2 separate regions of the Mus musculus genome follow, and region 2 is linked to region 1. A link is a contact called in public Hi-C data. All regions are on one chromosome and are shown on one strand. The core of a region is the stretch at or near the end of the contact, and the rest is flanking DNA. Distances in the headings are between cores, read along the strand shown. Region 1 has its middle 9.5 kb from the start of Gm41062. Region 2 has its middle 50 kb from the start of Ankrd55.

Region 1 (4,278 bases), core at 368-2,867:
TGCCAAGTTATGACATAGACCAAAGACCTGTAAAGTACAGGTTCACATTACATTTCCTTCTTACTGTATTATCTACCCAATCAATGGCTGCTTTCTCAAGATAAACAGATACTTTATTCATTGTTCATTTGGGGTTTCATTTTTTATTATTTTTTACTTTTATGTACATGGGCTTGCTGTATGCTTGTGTGCTTGGACACCACATAGGTACCATGTCCCAGAGGCCAGAAGAGGGTGTCTGATCCCTTTGCAACTGGAGTTGGAGATGGTTGTGAGCCACCATATGGATGCTGGGAATTGAACTCAGGTCCTCTGGAAGAGCAGCCAGTGCTGAGCTGTCTCTGCAGGCCAAATTCCTTTTTCTTTTTAAAGCCATCATCCGCTGCTCTCCTTGGGCAGATGTCCAAGTAGAAGGGACATGGACCTGAGGACGTACAGGGGTGATGACCTCTGACTGTGAGGGGCCTGGGGGGAGCAGGATGGGTGAGGAAGGAGAAGAGGGACCTGAGGAATTTTCTAGACAGTTATTCAACAAAGCCAGGGCTCCTGATGTTCAGACTTCATTTGAAAGCTTGGCCTGCCCACTGCCTCAGGACTCAGTTTTTTACCTCTGCACAATGAACTGGAAGCTGCGAATCCAGCTACAAGTCATAGTGGCGATACTGAGAGGCGTGAGGAAGAGCTGGTAATATGTCCAAAGCCTGAATTGCAGGCCAAACCACTACAGTTCAGGAACATCCCTTCAGGCCCCTAAAGACAGCTCAGGTTGGTGACAGGGAAGGTGTGTGGTACCAAAAGACATCACATAGTAGCTCCTCTCCAGTGAAGATTATGTCGCCATTTTCTTCATCTGGGTGCCAAGACAGTGAGACACTTTCGTATCAGCGGTGATAGGTGCAGAGAGTAGACAGGAAGGCCTTTCCCACTGCTCAGGGCTTCCCAGTGTGGATGATAAAGGGTGCTTTCAGCTGGTGGTAGAATATCAAATTCAAACAGTCTTCAACAAGGGCACCATTCTGTACAAGGCAATGCCAGCGGGCTTCCTGGCCATCCTCTCTCCTCTTGATCATAGAAACAACGTGGCTGCTTCCACAGTCCAGGCATGATACCTCCCATGGTCATATTCAAAGACAGGGAGGAATGGAGTTTTGGTTCATGTGCCTTTTATTTAATCAGGGAAGAATTTCCCATACGCACACCACACCACAGCTCAAGATCATCTAGTACACTGTCACATAACCATTCCACTCCGCAGGCAGGAAGCACACTTAGATCTGCTCTATCATTCCATAAAGCTTCGACCAGTCACCTGCCTGAGCCTTGGAAAGGGATGGGTTCCTCTATGTATTTTACTGTCTGCAGTTTGAATAAAATCATTATTGTATCAGCAAACAAAAGACAAGACTAATGGCTTCTGGACAGACCTCAGGTTGCATAAGATCATTGCCACTGACAGAGTTCTAGTCATCTCTAAAGAGTCTGTGATATCTTAAACTGTACTTGCCCCCGCCCCCGCCCCCAAAGCTAATCCAAAGCCTGACCCATGAGGCATCTTCAAAGAGTCCAGTGAATTCAGCAACTTTGCAGTGTCCGTCGGCCTTCCAGTCTGTCTCACTTTGAGTGCTTATCGCTCTAAAAGGGAGATTATTACCACAGAGACTGGACTGGAAACCGCTTCGCTGACAGGTTTAAGAGTCTTAGTAAAATAAACAGCTGAAAAGGCAAAAGTGTGCAAAATGGCAGGCTTCTCTCTCCTCACGAGGCTCAGGCTGGCAGAGCAGGAGCCTCCTTCAAAACAAAGCAGAACTTGTCAGACCATGGCAGAGCTTGTGCTGCGCTTAGGAGGGACACTGAGGAGGGCAAAGGTGGGCATTTCCTTCCAGTCAAGCTTTTCCTGTGCCACACCAACAGGCTGCCCTCCATACCCACACATCTGGTTTATCCCTCAGACCTAGAAAAGCCTAGAGTTGTGTTTCTGTTTTCTGTTTTTTCCACGCAAGAAAGCTACACAAACAACAGTGAAAGAGACTGAGGTTTTCTTGAACTTGAGGCTGGGACCTAACTGAAGTCTTTTCTTTGAATCTGGCCAAATCTGAGCTGAAACCAGTCCATGTAAACTACAAGCAACTTGAAAAGGAGTAGTGTGTGTGTGTGTGTGTGCATGCACGCATGTGTGTGTGTACACATGTGCGCACGAGTGTGTGCTCCCGGCACTTTCTCAGTACATTATTGGAAAATATGTGTTCCACAAATGTTGTTTATAGGATTGAAAGTGTAAATGGAATGATAGCTTTTGTTGTTTGTGGTGACGATACTTAGGTACAGCGATAATTAGAAATGGTTTCACAAATCAGTGCAGTCTTACTTGTAACACTGGTGGCAGTATTTCTAGCCAGCTCAGAGGAGCAGAGTAAGCAAGAGTGCCTAACTTAGACTCACATGATGGGAGAGGCACGATTTAAGTGGGATGATTTTGTTGTTTGCAGAACATTTAAGTATAACTAAGCCAGTTGTCATAACTAATGGCTTGAATGCGTCTATTCTCACAAGAGTTTGGGACATTCAAGTAAAACCTGTCACAACCAAAGCTCAAGAATTCATGGGGAATCCGAGGGCAGGAATTTGAACCCTAACCTTGTACTATTATTTGCTGGGCATTACCATGACAAAATAGTAAGTCAGTTTATAAAGTAATGTGATTTAGTTAGCTCACAGTGCTGGAGACTCAATGACATCACTTTAGCGCTAGGGAAAGCCTTATGGTAGTAGGGTACCCATGGTAGTTTATACGGAAAAATGTTCTCTATAGAATCAGGCATTTGAATACTTGGTCCCCTGATAGTGACCCTGTTTGAGGATGGGTAGGACATGCCAGCTTTCTTGAAGGAAATACGTCACTGGAAGCAGGCTCTGAGAGCACATGGTCTTGCCCTACTTCCAGTTCGCTGTCTGTTGTTGAGGTAGGCTCTCTCGGCTTTCTGCTATGCGTCCCTGGCCTGATGAACTCCTATCCCTCTGGAAATGTAAGCCAAAATATTCTTTCTTGAAGATGTTGCTTTTATTTATGGTGTCTTACCATAACAGAAAGGCAGCCCAGCGAGCCCACTGAATGAGTGGGGTAGCCAGGGAGCACAGCCACATCACCACAGGAGGACTAAACTCCTAGCACTGGATCCCTGAGGAAAAAATGCATCTCAAGTAGTGACTCTGCTTTCTTGTCTTTCAGACTCCAATTCAAGCAAGGCAGGAATGATTGGGCTAGGGGGTGGAGACCTCAGGCAGCCAGTAAGGGCAATGAGAACAGACAGGCTTAGTGAGAAGACTCATTTAATTGGGGGAACAAAGGCTATTTAAACCTTTGGGGAGGGAGTAGGGGCTTTTGGGTGAGTGCACATCATTGGCTGGGGCCAGGGTGCTGTGGGTGCCTCATTTGCATAAGGAAGAATTCCAGGTGCTGCAGGTCTTGACTTATTAGGGGAAAGGAAGTTTAACCTGGTTCTCAGGTTCATGACCTCTGGTGAGGCAAAGGTGGTCCATGGGCTGGACTATGCAGGCCTAGGGCGGGGGATTGGGTGAGGAAGTGATCCTACATCAGCCAATCTCAGAACGAGATTTCCAAGGTTTCAATGTACCTCAACCTCACTCTTGCTCCAAGCCTCCCTCCCATTCTTGACCTGGCCCCCTGACCCCACATTTCTGAATCTTGATTTCCTTACCTCTAAAGAGAGCTATAGAAGACAGCTATGAAGATCAAGTAAGAAGAGTTGAAAACATCTAACCCGTTGCCCAGCCTCCATATTCCCTTATAAATAGAGCTATTTGTCAATTCCTTGAGCTAGAACATTGCAGAACAAAGAGGTTTAGCTCAAGGTCATTTTGAACTTTTTTTCTTTTTGGGGGGGGCTAGGGGGGCATAGATTTTGAATCCACAAAAACTCTACTTGGTCACTGTCCTCAACCCACTCCCTTGGGTCCCATAAGTGTAGGCTGATGTTAGGTCAGGCAAGGACAAACTCCCAACATGGGAGCAGGCAGTATAGCCCTGCCACTCTGGCTGCCCTCAGTCGCTCTACAGTATCTGTAAAATCACACAGTTTACCTTTTACTAGCAACCCACTGCCAACAAAACACAAATACATGGAAAACACTGAAGAATATGTTTAAAGGTGGCATCGGGTTGCGGACACCAACCTGGTGTTGAGAAGCGGCCTCACCTCCTTCCAGAGCCTCCGCGTAAGATGGAGAACACAACTCCTCTGGAGGAATTGGAAAAGGTGT
Region 2 (3,789 bases), core at 752-3,251, 150 kb after region 1:
CAGAGATCATCCTGTTGCTCCTGTCTTCAGATGTCCCTTCTCAGTAGGTAGCTCCATGGACCATTCACAGGCAAAACACAGCTGGGTCACTTTATAAAACTCACTTCCTAAAACTCGAGGCCCCATGCTAAAGAGATGATTTGGCAGGTAGGAGAGCAGCCCACTCTTACAGAGTTCCGTTCCCAGCATCTACACTGGCCCCTCACAGACCTCCTGTAACTCCAGCTCCAGGAGATCCAACACCTTCTTCTGGCCTCCACAGGCACCCCGACACCTGAGCACACATCCCCTCCATCACACACACACATGCATGCACGCACGTGTCAAAAATAAAATAAATACTACTTAAAACGAGACCTAGGTTGCCATCATCAACCATTCATCTCTGACTTAGTGCATTTCACCTCATCCTTCTGCCCCATGTTTCCCCCATTGGCCATTCCAGCTTACAAAAATATTTTGCTTTTTTGGAGAAAAAAATGTAGAATAAAACTAAAAGTTCGCTGGAGGCCTACAGTAAAAAACAACAGCATTGTGTTTGCTTTCTTTAATTGCCCAGTAATTTTTCTCCACTCTGGTTATCAAAGGCCTTCCGCTATCTCCTTGGCTATCTTGTCTGATTTGAATCCAACTCAGGCAATTACAGAACTCTGGTGCGGAGCGTTTGGGCCAGCTTTTGTGCTAATTTGTTTCTGCTCCCAGTGACTGAATTCCTTTCCAGTTGCCTCCAGCAATTAAACCTTCAGATCCTGGAGAGGAGGGCCAGCACTACAAATCCACAAGAGAAACAGACGGCCATTCTTTTAACTTGTGCCCTTGGTTCTGCCTAGCAGAGACGTCCCTCCACCTCCGCTAGTGTGTCTGGACTTCCCCAGCCTGTTGCTCCTGTGTATTTTGAGCTGCAGCAAGAGTTTGGATAGGATGAGCAGTTTCCATTCCTTGGCATATCTCCTATAAACACGATGGTCAAGGTGGGATAGTTATCTAGATTTCAGAGATGCTAGACTCTTCACAGCCTTGTCAGAAAAAATAAAAGGCAGGTGGAGCCTTTTCTAACGTGCTCTCATGTGTTAGCACAGAAGGGAAGATGAGTGTGTGCAGGCAGAGAGGGGAAAAATGCCAACCTCAGCATCTTTCGAACAGATGGAGGCATTTGGTCCTAAGTCACCAGACCAGTGGTACTTTTGTAGATGAGGCTTCTGAGGCTCAGAGAGGCTGGGGAATGTGATCAACATCACACAGTTTGTAAATAGTTTGTAAATGTAAACTCTAGGAACAAATAATACAGTGTTGCCTCCAGACGCCCTTTCTGTTACGCCCCATGCTGCCCTTGAAAAAGGCGTGGAAAATGGGGGCACTCCTGCTATTTTTTTTCTGCAGTCTTCCAATTATCTGAGTGTCTTGAGAACATATATAGGCAAAACTCTCAGAAGAAACGAGAGGGCCAAACATTCTCTGAGGAGCCAAGACGTGGTGTGTTTAATCCTTTAGTTATAGAGATTAAAGGTGAATGACCCAGGCCCAAGATGAATGAGGAGAGCCGAGAAATCCCTTCCCTAATTGGTGATAAAATCCATCTAAACAGACTTCCCAGGCTCCAATCTTCCCTTTCAGCCTACTGAGAAGTTCAGTCTGTGACCAGGCCAGACTTCTGGCCCAGCTTCAGACTTTCAACTCCCACATGTAAGCTAAGAATTGGAGCTGTGCTGGTCTGTGAGTCACTGGGGCAGACTGGGGACCGAAGCGGTCCTGACCTTTCTGTTTGGTCCCATGTACTTAGCAGCATCTTTCTCTTCTTACACCCTCTCTTGTTTCAGTCCAGATTCTGGTGGGGGTTGGGTGGGAGCGGGTTGATGGTGGGAAGGTGTCACCTTCAATCTAACAGTAGCTCTCCCTGTTCAGCAGACTCAGCTCTCAAAGCGGGTTATTTGATGCTAAGCGCAGGCATGGCTGACTTACTAAAAACGATCATCCCCCATGCCGCCGCCGCCCTTTTCTTTTCTGCCATCCCCATTGCCTGGACTTGCTAAGAGCAGGTATGTGTCTGCATTGCATTTCTGTGAATGTTCAACACCCCAAAGGAGCCTCCATGGATAGAATGAGACTGAAGGTGGAAGCTGGAGGGATCAAGCGCAGAGGGGAAAGGAGATTCATGCTGGGTATCAAGTGGTCAGTCCGGTGCTCCGAAGGAAGCAATGGGGACTCGATGCAGAAGGATTGGCTTTTAAGTTGAAGAGAACCGAGTTCAAAACCAGGTCATCATTTGCATTGGAAATGCAAATATGGAAAGCCCCCTTGTTCTCTCTGAGACATAGAGCTCTTGCTTTTGAAGATAGACACAGTAGTACACACCTGGAAGCCCAGCACTGAGGTGGTTGAGGGAGGTTCTCGACTTTGAGGCTAGCCTGGGCTACATAGCAAAACTCTGTCTCAACAACAACGAACAACCCCTGTCAATCTTTAAATGTTGCTGGTAACCTTGACTTTAGTCTAGGGTCAGGATTTAAAAAGAATGATCATGTGTGACAGCCATGATGATGAAGCCCACGTCATGCCACATCATGAGGGGTACCAGTCTACCACTGCTGTACACGTACGGTTCTTCTCCATTTCCTCTATAAAACACCTGAAAACACAGATTTCCCCCACATCCCGGTGACTGTTGCCAGCTTTCCTTTAGGGGGAGCTTGACCTTTCCTGACTGGATGTTTGTCAAGTCTAAACTAAGATGACTCCTGAGACAGAGCACAGGGGAAAGAGGAGTAGTGGGTAGTCAGTAACTCCACCGAATTCGCTGCTTTGGTTTTTGGTTTTTTGTTTGTTTGTTTGTTTTTAAGCATTTTCCTTTCTATTCCATCTCTGTATCAACTAAATGTCCTTCAGATGAGGTACAACTCTGTAGACCTGCACTAATGAACTTGCAGCCAGAGTTGAGCATGCGACACCATCTGGACTACTTGAAGTTGGTCCAGATTTCTTGATGTGGGGAGAGGCATCGATACTCACAGCAAAGGAGAGAAAGGGGCCCTTGGCCTGCTCACAAAAGCCCCCTGAGGGAGTGGGGCTTAGATATTGAGATGGCTGGGGTAGGTCTTTTGACCACTTCCATGTATGTTCCTCTAGGCTGCCTTAATTGGCTAACTGGCTAAAAGCAAGCTCCTCTATGGCTTAAATAAATACTCAACTATAAGTAGGTATTAGGGACCAACATGGGCCAGCTGCCTTGTCTAGGCTTGAGGCTAGCGAGCAGATGCAGAAACAGACTGGCAAATCCACACGGGACCCAGGTGCCCTCTGTCTCATGATCTTCGAAGCTCTCGTGTTCCAGGTAGAATCTAGTCACTTGAGAAAGAGAGATGAAAACTCGTGGATCCCAACTCTTCCTTGTTCCCCAACTGTAGACTGGAAAACGCAGGTCCTCTCTGTGCAACAGGAAAATATCTCAGTGGTAACCATACCTGCGGATGTGCTACATCCTTAAGACCATGCAGACGCTTCTCAAAGTAAGCTTAAGCTTGCTCCTCCTGGGGATACAAAAGATGAAGAGGGATGCTACTCTGAGGACAAAAGTCAAGGCAAACATCCTATGGGGACTTTGTAACTAAATGTCCTTGATCTCAGGAGACGCTAGCTGAAATGGTCAAAGGTGAGATGTTACAATGTCTGCAACACACCTATAAACTCTCAATTGCTCAGCACAATGGTGCTGCTGATTGCTATGAAGGTGGAAATTCTGATACACCATCCCCAGCACTCTCACAAGGAGCGGCTGGGAGCGGCTGGGTGAAA

The links. Hi-C and Micro-C count contacts between places; a contact is called where the count stands out from the background.
Region 2: a Hi-C map of uterus shows a contact between it and region 1, with 2.3 times the contacts expected there. The contact joins two enhancer-like sites. A contact is called at or near these places in 7 of 484 Hi-C or Micro-C datasets (the N1E-115 cell line, embryonic fibroblasts, embryonic stem cells and 3 more), 4 of 115 datasets of contacts at active chromatin or transcription factors (bone marrow-derived macrophages, double positive thymocytes, embryonic stem cells and 1 more) and 1 of 9 other capture datasets (embryonic stem cells).

The regions. Positions count from the first base shown.
Region 1 is chr13:112,089,329-112,093,606 of GRCm38.p6, forward strand. No RefSeq gene overlaps it. Among named protein-coding and RNA genes, the nearest start is that of Gm41062, 9.5 kb to the right of the region's middle. Within about 2 kb of position 1,618, at least 9 of the 459 cell types and tissues checked have an H3K27ac peak or open chromatin away from gene starts, as enhancers often do. A contact at or near this core is called in uterus, where this site is marked.
Region 2 is chr13:112,236,445-112,240,233 of GRCm38.p6, forward strand. No RefSeq gene overlaps it. Among named protein-coding and RNA genes, the nearest start is that of Ankrd55, 50 kb to the right of the region's middle. Within about 2 kb of position 2,002, at least 8 of the 459 cell types and tissues checked have an H3K27ac peak or open chromatin away from gene starts, as enhancers often do. A contact at or near this core is called in uterus, where this site is marked.